2 separate regions of the Zea mays genome follow, and region 2 is linked to region 1. The links are chromatin contacts, called in public Hi-C maps. All regions are on one chromosome and are shown on one strand. The core of a region is the stretch at or near the end of the contact, and the rest is flanking DNA. Distances in the headings are between cores, read along the strand shown.

The links. A called contact is a pair of places that touch in the nucleus more often than the background predicts.
Region 2: a contact with region 1 is called in a Hi-C map of tassel, with 3 times the contacts expected there. The contact joins the promoter of LOC103650144 here to the promoter of LOC100194020 in region 1. A contact is called at or near these places in 3 of 25 Hi-C or Micro-C datasets (bundle sheath, endosperm and tassel).

The regions. Positions count from the first base shown.
Region 1 is chr3:60,815,475-60,820,888 of Zm-B73-REFERENCE-NAM-5.0, reverse strand. It overlaps LOC100194020, which reads left to right and starts at 2,860. Exons shown (of 6, transcript NM_001139083.1): 1 at 2,860-3,202; 2 at 4,424-4,805; 3 at 5,361-5,414. The coding sequence starts at 3,126.
Region 2 is chr3:61,340,217-61,345,095 of Zm-B73-REFERENCE-NAM-5.0, reverse strand. LOC103650144 (neutral/alkaline invertase 1, mitochondrial) reads right to left here and starts at 2,483. Exons shown (of 6, transcript XM_008675791.2): 1 at 1,121-2,483; 2 at 207-372; 3 at 1-94. The coding sequence starts at 1,753. It overlaps LOC103650143 (a long non-coding RNA gene), which reads left to right and starts at 3,006. Exons shown (of 3, transcript XR_002268359.2): 1 at 3,006-3,477; 2 at 3,550-3,587; 3 at 3,706-4,879.

The DNA.
Region 1 (5,414 bases), core at 1,611-4,110:
GCCATGATCCCTGTCGTACTCCTCCCGGCGGCGGATCTCGTTCTCGTGCCGTCGTTCATGCGAAGCGTTGATGGAGCTTCGCGCGTCTCGGCGACTGTTGATGGCGTGTCGTAGATCGTTTGGCGGGTGAGCAAGCGGTAGAAGATGGTTGGCTGCCTGGGTGAACAGTCATCGGTAGCCTTCGGCGTCGGGAGTCCGAGGGAGTCCATCAGCTATCCGAGCTAGTACTCCTCCAACTTCGCTCAGCGTGTTCATGGCTCGGGCGAAGTCGGGATTCAGGTTGCGCCCGAAGAATGGATTCTCCCGGCGTTGCCTTGCATCTTGCTCGGCTTGTTCCTGAACCCGGCGGCGATCACGTCGTCGGGAGTTCCTTCGTTCTCTGAAGACGCGTTCCTCCGGAGTTTCTCCTATCTCCGAGACCTCGTCTCGCGAGACAGGTTGCTCCGGATCTCGTTCTCCAGCCGCGTGATGTCGTCGAACGTTCCTGCGCCGGTTTCTCCGTCCGCGGGATTCTCGTTGAGGTGGTTCTTCTCCGGGTGCGGTTGGCTCATCGTCGGAGACGGGAGGCGACTCCGCTCTCCCGATGAAGAGGACGTCGGGATAGAATGGTGCTGCTGTCGTGGCGACCTTCTTTCCGTTCTCCTTTGAGGGCGGAGGAACGGAAAAAACAACTTGCTTCCCCTTGGTCTCCTTCTTCCTCGCGATCTGTGTCCATTCTTTTGTCGGGGAAGTAGACAGTGGAGTTCTCCGGGTCAGCGGGCTCTCGGCCCCCGACTTTCCGGAGACGATCTTTTTCCGGAGAGCTGGAGGTTGCGCTTCTCCGACATTTTCGGAGTTTGTTGGAGGAGACTTCTTTTTCGGCGGATCCGCAATGCGGTGTAGAGTTCCCTCTTCATCTGCTACGGATGAGATTGTTCCGAAGAAGAATACGGATCCGGGGCGGAGGGTGATCTTGCTGTGGAAGGTGACGGCCATTGAGCTAGCTTGGATCATCGACACACCCCCTACCTGGCGCGCCAGCTGTCGGTGTTTTGGGTCCAACCGCACACCTGGGGTTGCCCCTCAAGGTGTTTTTAGGAGTAGGACGGTGTCGCCGACTGTAGCAAAATGGTTTGTGCCAGATGCACGAGGGACAGTGGACAATGTTTACAGGTTCAGGCCGCTTAGAGATGTGTAACACCCTACGTCCTGGTGAGTATGCTTGGTGAATGAGATTACAAGGGAGCTCTCCGAATTGAGAATGCAGAGAGTTGAGGTGGATGGCTGAGTGATAGGGTCGATCGTTCTGAAGGGGTGCCCCCTAGGCCTTATATACTCGACCGTGGGGCAATACACGTGGATATGATAACAATGTGTAACTAAAAGATAGTGAACTGTTTGAGTTTATCTCTCTATAGTTCCGTCGACCTATCCTGGCATGGCCCCGTTGCATGGGGGTTCCAGCGCGGGAAAGTCGGATCTCTGTTGTGGTCGCTCGCTCGACGTTGTGGGCCGTCCGGGCTTGCACCAATCCGGCCTCATGTCGATCTGCTTTGCTGATTGTCCCTCCCCAGGGCCACGAAAGAATGACCTTACGATTTATTGGGCCCTTGGGCCTTTCGTGAGGTCTTTTACTCTTCTAGTGGACCCGGGGGATATCTGTCCCCCACAGTGGGAACATACAATTAGGCCTGATGTTCCAATTGACCTAAGAGGGTATTTTCTTCGTACCACCTTCTCAACAGTTTAATTTTTTTCTATGATAATCATTGTATATAACATAGTTGGCCAAAGATTGTTCTATAGGCTTAATACCAGCTACCTCGTTCTACAAGTTATGACCATGTGGGGAAATGACAGACGAATGAAATTTATTAGGGTGAGTGTAATACGTTCGTTTAATGTTCAAACATACATTCTGGTTACATAATACAAATTTGACGTTTTGTTCTCTGTTGTCTTTGTGTGTAGGATGCAAAGATTTTTCAAAGGAACTTTGTGATTGATCTGTTAAGTTATGAGGACAATTCGTGTCGATATGTCATCCCTGTAAATATACAACAACGACTTATTGATATCGCTGAAAAAGACTAGATTAGTGTATGGTTGTCGACATATTTGTTTGTCATTACAAAGTTCTAAATTAACTCTTTAGAAATAATTTGTATGATATAGATAATGTTTACCACACAAAACTTACATATCATAGTGATATTTTTCGTTCCGTTTATATATTTCATACAAATTTTTTTACTCCCGTCGCAGCGCACGGGCACTCACCATTATATTCACGCCGCCCATCGCTAGGGCTCTAAGTGTATTGGAGGCTCGCAATTTGTGTTCTGTAGTATTGCACGGGCACCTAGGGCTTAAGATCTTTTCAGAATGCAAATATTTTATAGAAATAAAGCAAAAATTTTATAGCAATCAGTTTAATTTTATCATGTACTGTAAAAAATAAAAAATGAACAGGCGATTTGGTGTCATTCATGCGGAGGCACGCGCGATTCATTCAGCACGCCACGCGATGCGGGGATGTGGAAATAACAGAAACGAAAAGAAGGCCGCCTACCTGCCATTTTTGAGCACGTGGCAGGGTTGACAGCAAGGCTCAATAGGCGCATTACACGTGCCCCCCTTCCGCCTCGCTGGTGCAGCTTTCCTCGGTTCCTAGCCCCCGTCGCCACGACTCCACTCCCCGTTCCCCGATAGCAGGAAAGCGAGAAACAGCCACCACAAAATCTCCGACCCGGCCCCACTGACGGGACCCACTCCTCGGTTTCACTACGACCCTCGCCCAATCCAGGCCCCGCAAGTCAGTGAGGCGAGGCCGGACGAATGGCAAGTTGGGCAGCGCGGTCCGAGGGGCGCCGCCGACCCGACCGTGCTGGAAACTTCTAACCAAAACCCCTAATGTCTCGAGGTGGCGCACCCCAACAAACTGGCTCCGCCTCCTTCCTCCTCCCCTCCGGCCTCCGCCGCTGCCTTCTTTTCCCCGTGCGCATAGTCGCTCGCAGAGGCGCCGACATCACTTCGTCCGGACCGGAAACACGCACGAAGTGAGGACCAGCACCAAACACCGCGCCGCTTCTCCTATATTTGTTCCTCTCCCGGAGCCGCATCGTGTGTAAGCGTGTGGCGGATCCATGGCAGCGGCGGCGGATACCTCGGAGGCGTCCGCGGCAGGAATCGCGCTCGCAGAGGCCAATATCAACTGGGAGAGGTACGCGCCACGTTCCCCTTCATAGATAGAGAGTTAATAAGAATCCAAAAGAGGAACCTTTTCATCCTGGAAGTCAGGTTACGTTTGCGGCCTGGCATCTTTTGGTCCTTCTCCAGATCGCCAGCGTGCTTTTAGTTTGGTTGGACTCTCAGCCCGCCGCTTGCTCCCGTGCTTGGCACGGGCCGAGGATGAGGAATGGGCAGCCAGGGAAGAGTGGGTTACATGAAGGTGATTCACGGGCGCATTGCGTCTTTTCCCAACCTTTTGGTGGGCGGGGGCCGCGGCAGAGGTCCACGAGATCAGTGCCGCAGATGTGGACGGGGAACGGAACTTGGTATTCTGGGAAACCTGTAAATTTAATTGGCAAAACTTGACGTGTTTAGAGAGGAATCGATTGTATTCCCCAATTCCAGCAGCCGCTGCTATGTTCAAGCTGGTAGTTACTATACTTCAATCTGCTTCAAACTGGTGCGGTTAACAAGTAGACATGTTTTTTTCCCATTGTTCATCTTTGTATGGAAATTTGACACAGAGATGAGCATGTCCTTAAAGAATAAGGAAATCCAAATGCTTAGCTTTTACATATGACGTATTGTTTTAGTACACATGTAACACGTCCCAGCAGTTTCTGATTCTAATTGTGCTTCTGGGGTCCTTGATTCAAGCCATAGCTTATAGGGATTTGTACTGAGACCTTATGTTGTAAATATTCTCCTTTGTGGCATATGAGTTCTCAATTTCTCAAGGCAATTTCCATTAGACAGGCAATAGCTATGCACAGAACTGACTTTTGCCTTTAAAGAATGGGAGATTCATTTGTGAACTAACGTCTACACCCATCAAGATTTCATGAGCTTTCTTTGTGCCAAAAGTTCTTCAACGTTTGTACATGTAGAAATATTTGGAGAATTATGTTAAGTGAAGAAAGTAGTTCAGGTACTCCTGATTGTTGTAGATCACTCTAGGGTTCATAAAATTCCTTTAAAATCACATGTTCGAACTGTTACTGTTACCTGCATCTTTTTCATCCATGATGTGGACAGTAATTTTGGTTTTCATGTCACCTGTACTCAAAGGCCTGTAGAGTTGCATGCTATTTTGGAAATGTCATGCTGGCAACATGGCAATTTGCATAAATTATGGACTTCGAATATATAAAGAAAATGTCAATTTTTCATGTTCCTATAACTGATGTAGCTATCTTTTTGTATCACGCTTAAGGTTGGACAAGACGAGGTTTCATGTGATTGGAGCTATCCTGTTCACGGCCCAGCAAGGTGCTCTGCACCCAACAGCTGTTGTGAAGACTAGGATGCAGGTTGCTGAAGGTGGGCTTGCACATATGTCTGGGTTTGCTGTTTTTAGGAGGATATTGAGAAGCGATGGCATCCCTGGCATTTTCAGAGGATTTGGCACCGCTGCTGTTGGAGCTCTGCCTGGGCGAGTGCTAGCTCTAACATCACTGGAGATCTCTAAAGAAATGACATTTAAGTATTGTGAACATTTTGATCTGTCAGAGGCGTCACAAATTGCTATAGCAAATGGCATTGCAGGTCTAATGTCGAGTATCTGTTCATGCTCATACTTTGTGCCTCTAGATGTGGTGAGCATTCTTTCACACTAGCTCCATATTGTCTTAAGTCCAACTTTTGTGCTTAGCAACTATTAGCCAATTCACCAACAGCATGTGAACAAGTTTGTTGAATATATTTGTTTCCAACGGAGGACGCTATAAATCTGAATATATGATGCATGTGACGTATGAAGCAATGAACACAGAAACGATCATTTGACATATTTTCATTTTTGGGTGATACTCCTATAGTGAAGCTATCATGTTGCAATTGCTTGTGGTTCTTTAGATTTCTAAACCTCAGTCATTATACTGTTCATTTTAATCATTATGTTCGCTTTATGATGCATAGCTATGTACATTGTCAAATCATGATCATTGTACTGTTTCATGAAGTTCCTAGATGACTATCTTTCTGTACAGAGCAAGGGCTGACCATTTAAGGAATAATTTATTCATATAAATCCATTATATTACATTTCACAATATTATAGTTCTTCACAAATGTGCTTAAAACCATTTTCTGTATGACATCCTTATTTTGTTATCTAATTTACATGCTCTTCTATATTTCTGAACTCACAGATTTGCCAAAGGCTCATGGTTCAAGGATTGCCAGGGATGGCAACATACAGGGGC
Region 2 (4,879 bases), core at 1,234-3,733, 520 kb before region 1:
AATTGAATTCCTGTCTGCACATCAACTCTTTCTAGCAAAGCATTGTCGCCTGTTATCTTGCAGTAAGCCCTCAACAAAATAATCCACCACAGTCCTGAAAAAGATAAATAGGATTGAAGTAGCAGAACAAAGATGCATGACAACAGTAACTTCAAAACGAATTCTTACATGCAGCTTATGCAGGAGCAACTGAGCAAGATACATACCAGAATCCACAGGAGCTACACGGCCAATGGCTGCCTCGCCAAAGTCAGGGTCCAAGACCTCCTCAAATCCTTCATTGTTCTCATCAAGTGGTACGGTCCTAATCTTGAAGCTAGCTGGCATCAATCCTTGCCCAGGGCTGTAACAATCAACAGTTTTCTCCCAGCTCTAATCATAAAAGAGAGGATCAATCAGTGACCAGCTCAAGAAAAACATCACACAAACAAGCCACCAGAGAGGAGTTCATCAAACACAAAATCCTTGTTTATTCAGTTTAACAAAAAAAATATTAGTGTTGTGTTGCCTCTTAGTAGTATAGATCAGTGTTCTTAAGGCGCCTAGGCGAGCAAGTGCACCAGACAACCGCCTTAGCGCCTAGGCGGCGCCTAGGCAGGTAAGACGAGCAAGGCGGCCAGTTTTGCCCGAGCGCCTGGACGCCTAGGCGACACCTTAAGAACACTGGTATAGGTCTTGTTACTGGTATAGGTCTTGTTACATGGTCATAGTCTGTTTGAATCAACTTTTACAGTCTTAAAAAAAAGAAAACATTTCACATTCCTTTCATCATTTTAGCATTGATTATTGCAATCTATCTAGTTGAACAAAAGAATTACAATTGAAAAAGGCGAGAAATAAACGGCCAGAAATGGTAACAAAAATACTTCAGCTAGAACTAAAAGAATTACAATCTATATAGTATTTTTATGATAATTGCAAAGTATAGTATTGTAAAACCATAGTTTTGACAAACATGGTTGCCTGTTTACTTCCAATCACAACTCCGCGAAAACAAAATCTTGCCGTACACGCCATTGACACTGTTGCTAACTAAATACTTCAGCTAGAACTAAATTCTTCTGGAATTTTAATTTTTGACCAGACGAGGAACTAGTAAGCAGGATCGGGATCAGCTCACCTGAAGCTGGAGGGTGTGGAGGAGGAAGTTGCGGACGATCTCGGTCTCGCCGCGCATGAGGAAGGCGAGCGCGGAGGGCACGAAGTCCCTGATGAAGACCTGGTCGTAGTTGAGCATCTCCGTGCACTCGGGGTCCTCCGCCGCCACCGTCCCCACGGGCTCGCCGCAGTAGCTGACGACCGCCCTCCGCAGCAGCCTCCACGCCTCCCTCTCTGTCTCCGTCTCCTCCCTCAAGGGGACGGCCGGCGCCACGGCCTCATCGGTCTGCAGCGCTGCCGCGTCCTCCTCCTCCTTGGAGGGCGGGGTCTCAAGCGGGAACGAGTCGGGAAAGAGGACGCGGTCGAAGAAAGGAAGGTTGCCGGAAACGGCAGCGCGGGGGTCGGAGGGGACGGGGGCTGGTACAGGGGTGGGAGGAGTGCCCGGGCCGGCCTGCGACTGCGACGCCGCGGAGACGAGGAAGGGGAGGCGCCGGCCGTACGGGGGGTGGTGCGGGTGGGGCAATCTGGGGAAGAGCGAGGTCGCGGTGCCCGCCGCCGTCTTTGACGCCGCGGCGGCGGAGGCGGACGAGATGAGGCGGCTGCAGCACGGCCTCACTGCTACGGCGGCGAGCCCCATCGGGGTTTGACCATTCATATGGCAAGCTCCGGCGAAGGGCACGGGCGCGCGGCGGAGAAACCTTGAGGGATCTACACGCAAGAAACAGGCAAAGCTAACTTGTGCCAAATATTTGGTCCACGAGTGCTCGTTCTGCGGAAGTGCGAAGGGCCGGTTCGGTTTGGGTTAGGTGGGGACTGGGGAGCATAAGGCAGAGGAGAGCTGGGAGGGAGCCAGGCTTTTTTTTATAGGGGCTGTTTGATTTCCTTTTCTCGGAGCCTGGCCACCGTGGCTTGTATATTTGAGGAGGCAGGCTCCTTTTAGGCAGGTCCAGCATGTGCAATACTGACAGCAAGAGCCTTTCTTTGGTGGGTTATTGACTTGTTGGAGCTTCTACAAATCAGATATAATTTATGTTTGGCTGCATTTATGAGTATATAAAAGTGATATAAATAAAATTAATATTTAAATTTATATAACAAGTGTGATCAAGTTTTGTTCCTACCATGTTAAAAACATAAAAGCAAAATCAGTTTGATAATTAAATATCTTAACTAAAAGATATATAATAAAAGAACGAGTTTAAAGTCACCCGCTTTCTATGGGCCTATGGCACACCAGGCTAGAGAGCCTCGCTTGCATCTGTTTTCCCAGGTCAATGATAGTGTACATGTAACCAACCACATAAAAATGCTAATAATGTTATATACCGCCGGCGAGGTCTAAAATGTTGCAAGCAAAAGCAACCAGACAGCTCATAAAAGATCGCGCGGTAGCTGGTGGGGTCCACCTTGGATTTAAAGGTCACGTTTCTGAAGTTTTTTCCCTGCATGCAGCATGCCCATTGGCTAAATGGAGAAATGGTGGTCATTGTCCTTCTTTTGGCTGTAGGGCTGGATGAAATTACCATCGTGAAAATCGTGTTTGGGTAATGTATTTTTCTCATGCTTAGAAATTCATGGTATAATTTTAAATTAGCACCGTGTATATCTTTTATTTACTATATTAAATCATCAGTTTCAACGGTCGTCCCGTGTCAATATTTTTTAAAAAAATCCTACATTTCTTTATAATCAACCCGCAATTTTATAATCTCTTCTATACTGCTATAATAGGAGAGTTTATGTAAAAAAATAAGGTGAAATTATGTATAATTGAGTGTTCTAAACCTTGTTGTTGGCACTATATTCACCTAATCAATAGAAAACATATATTTTGTGCTTTATTAAAACAAAATTTATCGTATGTTATATATATATATATATATATAGTTTATATATTTGAAGCCCTGGCCTCTTTCTAACTAAAGAAAGCCCTGACCACAGAACAGCCGACCAGGTGCGCCTGCACGCACCGCACGGGTCCGACCTCCATATTGTGCATGTGTAACCCCCACGCGCACACACACAAAATCCACCCATCGAATTGTTATCACACCCAGCCACAAAAACCTAACCGCTCTCCATCCCACATCCGTCGTCGCCATTCCTCCGCACGCATCGCAGAACCCGCCCTCGCTGTCTCCATGCACGCCCTCGCCGCCACTCATCCTCCTATCCCCATTCACCTCATCTCCCCCTCGGACGACGCAAGGGGTGGTCGCCGATCCCTCCCTCCCAGACATCAAGAATGGTGTCGTGCCCTGGGTCCAAGAAGGGGCAGGGTGCTGGAGGAGTGATGAGCTGCTCGATGGCGATGCGCGGACGACGAGGAAGGGCCCCTGATGCAGCGAGAACGAGAAGGTCGTGTTCATCAGCATCGTGGTAAGTAGATCCTGCACATTCACTCTGTATGGTTGCTTTTTGTTTACGTTTTTTTCTTGTCTTGTTGGATAGATCGAGCTTCTTCGTGTTAGGAGTCTTCAAGTCTCTAGGTATTGAATTAAAGAACAGGTTCAACTTTGCTTTGTTGGGAGTCCTAGTGGGGAGATATGCTAGCAGGTAATGGCTCAGCTTGGATCATAACACTGACTGGAATTCATTTGTGGCCAGGTCCATGCGTGGTTATTGTGTGGAAATTTTCATGACAAGAAAGCTAATATAAAGGGGATTTACTTGCCTAGTCCAGATCTGCCAGCTTTCCTTGATATGGTTTACTGAAAGATCTGACGTGCCTTGTCAAACATGGTCCCAACTTTTCCTTGCGAAATTTACGAGTTGGCATTGTATCAATTGGAAATCCTTTTTGTATAGAGGGCATCACAATGAAACTAATCTGTGTCTTGGACTTGGCATGTTCCTTTATTTTGGTGAACTTAGAGCTAGGAATATTTTCTGTGCGAACCGGGACACTGTTTAAGGTCATTTCAATTAGTTTTTTGTAGCCCGCTTTAGATTTACTTAGTTTGTTATTGTTTCCTTTGTTAGAAGATAGAATTCCTCTAATTTTAATTACTAGATTTTACATTTATTTTTAGAATTTTAGAAATTTGTATGGCTAACTAACACCTATGTAGCAAGTGTTACAGAGATGTTAGTAACCCATTTTTTGTTGCCGCTAGCTTGTAGTCTTTTTGATACTCCAAAAGTTATTTTTACCTCTACCATGTTAGTTGCTGGTATTTTATCTGTCAAAGCTTAGCTCGGGTTTCAATTGTATGTAGTCCTGTAATTTGCAACCAATTACAAACCCTGGCAAAAAGGATGTTCATGTAACACTACTTATTTATTTCATAATATGTCTTCTAGTTGCATACTAGACTTATTTGTGTTTCTAGTTGTATACTAGATAAATCAAACAGATTTTTTGAATAAATCTTACCTTTAGTTGTGCTTGCAAATCTCGTATCTCCTTTGCAAATAAGCCGAAATCTTGGTACAAGACTAGGATTGCTGTTGAACCATATTTTGTCTTGACATTCTATTTCTTCTGCATTATTTACTGTAGCATATGTCCAGTAAGCTTTATGTCTCACAAATTAGACAAATTGGGGTTATCTACATGTACACTTTGTGTTTTGTTTTTGATCCAGTCTTGAATGTTCTACGGCAAGCAAAATTTATGACCTGATCAACTATGTAAGGAGTCCATCAGTGATAATATAAGAAGGGAGGACCTACAATTCTGATGAAAAAGGTTTGATCATGAGTTTTATTTCATTACATATATAAATTGGGTGACAAAGTTAATTCAGTAACCAGGACATAGTGAAATAATTACGCTTAC